Linked DNA regions of Gossypium hirsutum: region 2 is linked to region 1. The links are chromatin contacts, called in public Hi-C maps. All regions are on one chromosome and are shown on one strand. The core of a region is the stretch at or near the end of the contact, and the rest is flanking DNA. Distances in the headings are between cores, read along the strand shown.

What was found. Hi-C and Micro-C count contacts between places; a contact is called where the count stands out from the background.
Region 2: a contact with region 1 is called in a Hi-C map of hypocotyl, with 2.5 times the contacts expected there. The contact joins the promoter of LOC107948926 here to the promoter of LOC107913699 in region 1. A contact is called at or near these places in 7 of 34 Hi-C or Micro-C datasets (hypocotyl, leaf and seedling).

Annotation. Positions count from the first base shown.
Region 1 is chrD11:49,220,329-49,223,703 of Gossypium_hirsutum_v2.1, forward strand. It overlaps LOC107913699 (protein FAR1-RELATED SEQUENCE 3), which reads right to left and starts at 2,042. Exons shown (of 6, transcript XM_016842361.2): 1 at 1,753-2,042; 2 at 1,210-1,380; 3 at 326-562. The coding sequence starts at 2,025.
Region 2 is chrD11:49,482,134-49,485,183 of Gossypium_hirsutum_v2.1, forward strand. It overlaps LOC107948926 (probable ADP-ribosylation factor GTPase-activating protein AGD14), which reads right to left and starts at 1,775. Exons shown (of 13, transcript XM_016883593.2): 1 at 1,559-1,775; 2 at 558-619; 3 at 109-196; 4 at 1-16. The coding sequence starts at 1,654. It overlaps LOC107948928 (protein GrpE), which reads left to right and starts at 2,095. Exons shown (of 3, transcript XM_016883595.2): 1 at 2,095-2,672. The coding sequence starts at 2,421.

The DNA of each region.
Region 1 (3,375 bases), core at 792-3,291:
CAGAACTTTCAACTATTTGAGAAAGGAGACGAATATACCTTTAACCAAAATAAATTCTACCGAACTCCTTTCCTTAACACAAAGATAACTTTTAATAAGAAGCATGTGTTTGATTTAGACTAATTGAGGATTAATGGTAATGTGGGGGAAAAGTTGCTGCACAAATTTCATCATTGCAAGGAAAGAGACAGTAATCCAAGAGGTAGCTGGAAAAGGGAGATGATTAGTTGACGAGTACAAATACATGAAATGATATGAACATTAACTAATTATATTTAGATTTATTGAAGAAGAAACTAAAGAACAAATAAGAAGTTTTATATACCAGATTGTCTGGAGGACCAGCATCCTGTTGCATTAGCAAGGGAGCCAGGCGAAAACCAGCTGCATCAGCAATGATTGGTGAAGCCCCAAAATCACCAAGATTAGTGCTGGTACTAGGATCATCTTGACGAGGCCACAAGGAATTTGGAATATCAGAAGATGGCAATGGTGTGAAAGATGGTGGTGTGTTTGCCTTTATCTGACAGGAAACACTGGTCCTTGGCAATGAATGTGGATGCTGGAAAAGATGAATATCAACAAGGCATCACAACCAAAAAATTAAATAAGATGAGAATTAGGAGGGGGGGGTTGGGAGAAGAATAACCATTACATTACCTTGCAAAACCGGCTTTCAATAGATATTGTAAACAGTCTAAAACTATTAATTAGAGTATATTACATTTACATCAGAAAGCTTAGCTATAAAAATCACTCTCATCTTTTAAGAAAAATATTTCCTAAACCTTTTCGGGACAAATTGCAACATCCTAGATCTTTTGGATTTGTGTGAAAGTAACAAGCCATTAATAAATCAATAATATAGCCTCTACATACATTGAATAAAAGGTTTTGAATTCAATTTGAATAACTATCACAAAGATCCTCAAGGTGAAACACTTATTGCAGCTTGTAACGACCCCTGAATATAACAGCTGTGTAAAAGTAACAAGTCGCTAACGAATCAGCTTGTATGTCCCCAATTCACATTGACTGTAAGGCACTGAATTCTGTTTAAACCACAATCATAAGTTGCCTAAATATTGCAAACAATATTAATAATAAATAACAACACCCAAATCACCAACTCGCATTAGCATAGCAGTAAACAGGCATGTAGATTTTTATTTATTTTTTTGAACAATTATGAAATAAGTTACTACTTACCTGTTCTTTTGCTAGTTCTTCCTTCCATTGACTCTGATATTTCTGCAACAATAGAACCAGAAGACTTTGCAAATCAAGTGACAAATCAGGCGGAAACAGCTTCAAAAGATCATCGCCATTGAAATTTTCATGTACAGATTTCCTGATAAGCAATCGAAGGCATGCCAATACCTATTCACCACATTTTTCGACATATTATTATTCAAGTATCAATTATCACTACAACATCAAGAAAAGAAAATCATTTATCAATTGCAATAAGCCTATAATCTAATTTAGTCTCCGGTAGATTATCACTTCACATTTTCAAAAAGAAAAAAAAAATCAAAAGCAAGAAGTTAAAAGTAAAGTGTATATTTAGTTATAAAAATAAATAATAATAGCAAAAATAACAAACAATTTTAAAACGCGGAATCCTTTTAATGTTTAACTTCCAAGTTTCAAGGTTTAACACTTCAAACAAAAACTACACTAAAACAAAGAAAAGAAAGAAGCGTGTTTGGTTGCAGAGAAAGTGCGAAGGAAAAAAAGAAGGAAAATTACAGGGTCGAGGTCGGGAAGGGAAGGGAGCGAAAGGAGAGATTGAAACCGAGACTTGTCGGGCGGGCGAAGACCGGACCTTCGTGTTTTCCATAGTGTTGTTAAAATTTGGTCAAGAATTTGCTCTACAGATGAAAGCTTGTGCAGTTGAAGATACAACGTGTCTTCCGCCATTTTTCTTTTCTTTTCCTTTTTTCCCCGTCGTCTTGGCTTCAGGTTATGAGGTTCAAACGACATGTTTAGGACTTGACCCGTTCTTATTCGGGTGGGTAACATTGTATCCGAATACCAAGTTCTTGGGCTTAATCCAATCAAACAGACTCTATTTGATTCTTTTTCTTTTTCAAAAAAAATCCCGGAAAAACTATAGATATGATTTAATTATTAAAATTCAAAATTTTTAAATTTTTTAATAAAAGTAAGGGTAAATTACATCATTAGTCACAAACTATGAGTAAATTATCGTTTTAGTCACTTAACAAAAAAAGTTACAATTTGGTCACTAAACTATTCAAAAGTTTTCATTTAAGTCATTTGGGCTATTAAAATTGATGTTATATAGTTTTCTCTATTCGCACTACATGCACCAATCGAAAGCTCTCTTTCTCCTTTTCTTCTACAATTTAGTTTTCTTTTCATTAAACAATTTTGGATATCACAAATCTGCAAACCAAAATTCAAATAACTTTTTTCTGCAATCTTCAACACTAACTGTCAGATTGACTCAGATTTAACGTATGTTTTTCTACTCGTCGATGGATACTGATTCATTATACCAATCATCGAATCGTCGTTTAGAGCGTTGGCGAAACATTTAAGAAAATCTTAACAAACTAGTGACTTAAATAAAAAATTTTGAATAGCTCAATGACTTAAATGAAAACTTTCGAATAGTTCAGTGACCAAAACAAAAACTTAACTATAGGTTAGTGACTAATGGTGTAGTTTACCCTAAAAAGTAAAAGCACGCAGATTAACCTACGTGAGATTCATTCTTCTCAAACCCATGCCATTTTCATCATCTTGTAACAGTTGGATGATTGTCAAAGGGGCCTTCTGTATGATACACACCCCATATGGTCTACCCAAAACAAGACTTACCATCCCATCCGCGGCGCAATTCCCTTTACGATAAATATGGACTACTTACACCTCCTATTTCCGTCTAAACATGGCCACGATTACACGCATTAAGGCATTTGGTTATGGCATTACTGATTCTTTTCTCCAATAAATGTACATCCAAATTGTTTGTCTCTAGGATAACTTTCCTCAAACCCATATCCCATGCACAACTCAAGGCATCGTAAATTCCCCATAATTTTGCATCACCAATTATACATGCTCCACACCGTCGTATGAACTCCATAACCCATTGGCTATTACTATCCCATATAATCCTCTCAACGGAAGCCAACTCCCCAATGGTCGTTGTTGCAGCATCAATGTTCACCTTATACCAACCACATGAAAGTCATTCCCCTCTAATTACTCGACTAACTCACTACCCTCTATTCACGTGTAACAATGTTGTTGTGCCAGCGCAGTTCTTGTCTCATCTCTCATTTAAAGCTTCTCGTAAGCACTCGTTCAACTTCCACATAGTTTGGTTCAAAGATCATCTTG
Region 2 (3,050 bases), core at 525-3,024, 260 kb after region 1:
ATATATCTCTTGCACGCTGAAAATTGTAAAATGAAGAACATCTTATAACCATCACAGTAAGCATCCCACTTTTCCATGGATAACAACAAATGAAACACTAGTTCAAACCTGATTACCGCCATTCTGAAGAGCTTCAACTTCTTGTGAAATGAACTTTGACATTGATACAGACTTTACACGATGAGTAAACTCACGACTGCAATACAATTTAACATAAACACAAATTACCACAAAGATGGGGCAAAAAAGGATAAAGATTTGAAAGACTTGATTCTGATTCATGTAATCCAACAGAATCATGCTAAGTAAAGACAAAGATGCAACCATCAACCAAATTCGAACAAATGATGAGATAAATCTTTAAGTTAAGGAGCTTAACATCATAAAAATGAGAAACAACAAAAGTTACAACAACGTTTAAATTGCAAAAATCATAATGTATTGATGTATACAACTGATAAAGTTACATACTACCAAATATGTAAAGCTTCACAAAAGTGACTATTATTTATATGGGAAAATTGTGGATGCTTGAGAAACTAAAAGAAAATACTCACTGGATCCCACTGCAAGCCATGCAAACGAAAGTCCAAAAGTTTGTGCAAACATACTGAGGACCCTGAAATGATAGAACTAAAAATTAATATAAAATAAATGGAGGACATTAAAATGGAAAAAAAAAAGTTCAACACTGGAAGCTCGAATAAAGTTAATTTAATCCATTCAAGTAATGCTGAAGAACCGGGTTAGCCTGATTTGAGCAGGAAAAAAATGGTAAAAACTTGGAAGTTGAAATCTGTTAGTCCAAGTTAATTATAAAATGACACGAAAAAGCAAATTTCAACACCCTTTTTAAAACATCTTATTTACCATCTTGAAATTCATTACTAATAGTTGCATTGTATTCATGAAATTCGAGAAACTCATTTTAATAAACATTTTCTATAACCTCAAATCCACCTTCGTTTTTTTTCTTTTTTTTCCCCTTTTTTTTTACTTTCCTAGACTCCAAACAGAACTTGACTATCACAACAATCGGCTAAAGTCATTTCTTACAAAATTAAAACCCCCAAAAAGAACACATTTCTAAAACCATTTACATAACCAGAAATCTCTATCCATCCTGCTTAACCCATCAACTAAAAAGAGACTTTAAGTAACAAAAAAGAACAAATTTCAGAACCCATCTCTTTTTTTCTATAACCTCAAATCCACCTTCGTTTTTTTTCTTTTTTTCCCTTTTTTTTTACTTTCCTAGACTCGAAACAGAACTTGACTATCACAACAATCAGCTAAAGTCATTTCTTACAAAATTAAAACCCCCAAAAAGAACACATTTCTAAAACCATTTACATAACCAGAAATCTCTATCCATCCTGCTTAACCCATCAACTAAAAAGAGACTTTAAGTAACAAAAAAGAACAAATTTCAGAACCCATCTCTTTTTTTCATTTTCCCACGCTTTGCCAGCATCCCTAGCACACCTTAACTATGAAAACCTCCTCCCGACCCGACCTCATAAAATAAAATTTAAAAGAAAAGCTTGAAAATATTTACCACGCTGTTACAGTTAATGCAACGACGATTAGGAGGCAGCTTCATGAGACCTCTTATTATCTTTTCGTTTCTTTCTTCTTCTTTTCTACTTCCCATTTCTCAATATAAGAAAATAATGATCTTCCAAAATTAACAAAAACCTCAAACAAACCCTAAAAAGCTTCAAAAAACCAATAATAAAAACCCAGCATGAATATTTTTTTGGTCGAAACCAAGGTAACCATCACCGATATCACCGGTAACAGTGACTATTCCCCTTGCTCTTCTAAGAGATATACGGCTGAACATAAAATATGCACCATCCCGGATACTTTATTTTGCAGCATGCATCGAGGGAAACTGGAAATTTTAGAGGTTTGGTTTTTGGGGGAATTTTTATTGTTTTTCCGAAAGAAAAAGGAAATGTTGATTGTTTTATACTCAGCTGTCTGTGATTGGGACAAGAACGCTCTGTGCCTTTCATTTTTTTTATCAAAAATATTATTAAAAATATGAAATTTAAAATTTAAATAATTTTATAACGCATATTGGATGGAATGGATATATTGCTCCTTCCACCAGATAAAGGTGGAAGAAGAAATTTTATATTGGAAATATATTTCAAAAAATTTAGTCAGAGGATGTGGTGAAGATTTATTTATGTATTTAAATATAATTTTAAATAACTTTTTTAATATAGTTATTATCAATCAATTAAGCAACGGTCGATAAGATCTGCTTAACAAACAATCATCCAACGGCCGAAATCAAACCTCAGCTTTTCTCTTTTATCTGTCTGTCACCCACCCCATTCTCTCCTCTCCCTACACCTCCCTCTCTCCTTGTACTCACTCTTCGCATTCTCAAGATAGTTTCTTCTCCCATGGCTACTCTCATTAAGACGCTGCCGTTTAAGTCCCCTCCTCCTCTAACTCCACCTGCTACAACCTTTTCCTTAAACTCTTCGAAGCCCTTCCATGTCTGCTTCAAACAAAGACTTCCTCCTTCAAGCCGTCCCCTCCGCTTCAGCTTCACTCCCTCTCTTCGCTTCCTCAAATTGGTTCCTTTTGCTTCCACTGGAGGTGAAACTGACACTATTCATACCCAACAACAAGTTCAAGAACCCCAAATTGAGGTAACTTACAATGGCTCCCATTTTTTTCTGGGTGTGAATTTCTTGTCCTAGTTTATACGTTTATGTTATATTTCTTGAAAAATTGATAATATCATGTATGGGTGTTGGAACTTAACGTTGAAGCTTGCTAGAAATGAGCAAAAAGATGGTAACTTGCTAATGTATAGAATTTAGCTGTATCGAGGAATTTTCTTATCGAAAATCTTCTGTTCTTTGTAGCTTTATCGATTGGATATGCTTCACCGACTATAGACGGCTACTTTTCCCACATTTAGTAGTTATCATGAGCATTGTTAAGTTGTCCTACGTTTATTGTCCCACACCATGTTCAAATAGATATAAGACATAGTTTATCGAATGTTGGGGCAATCAACTTTT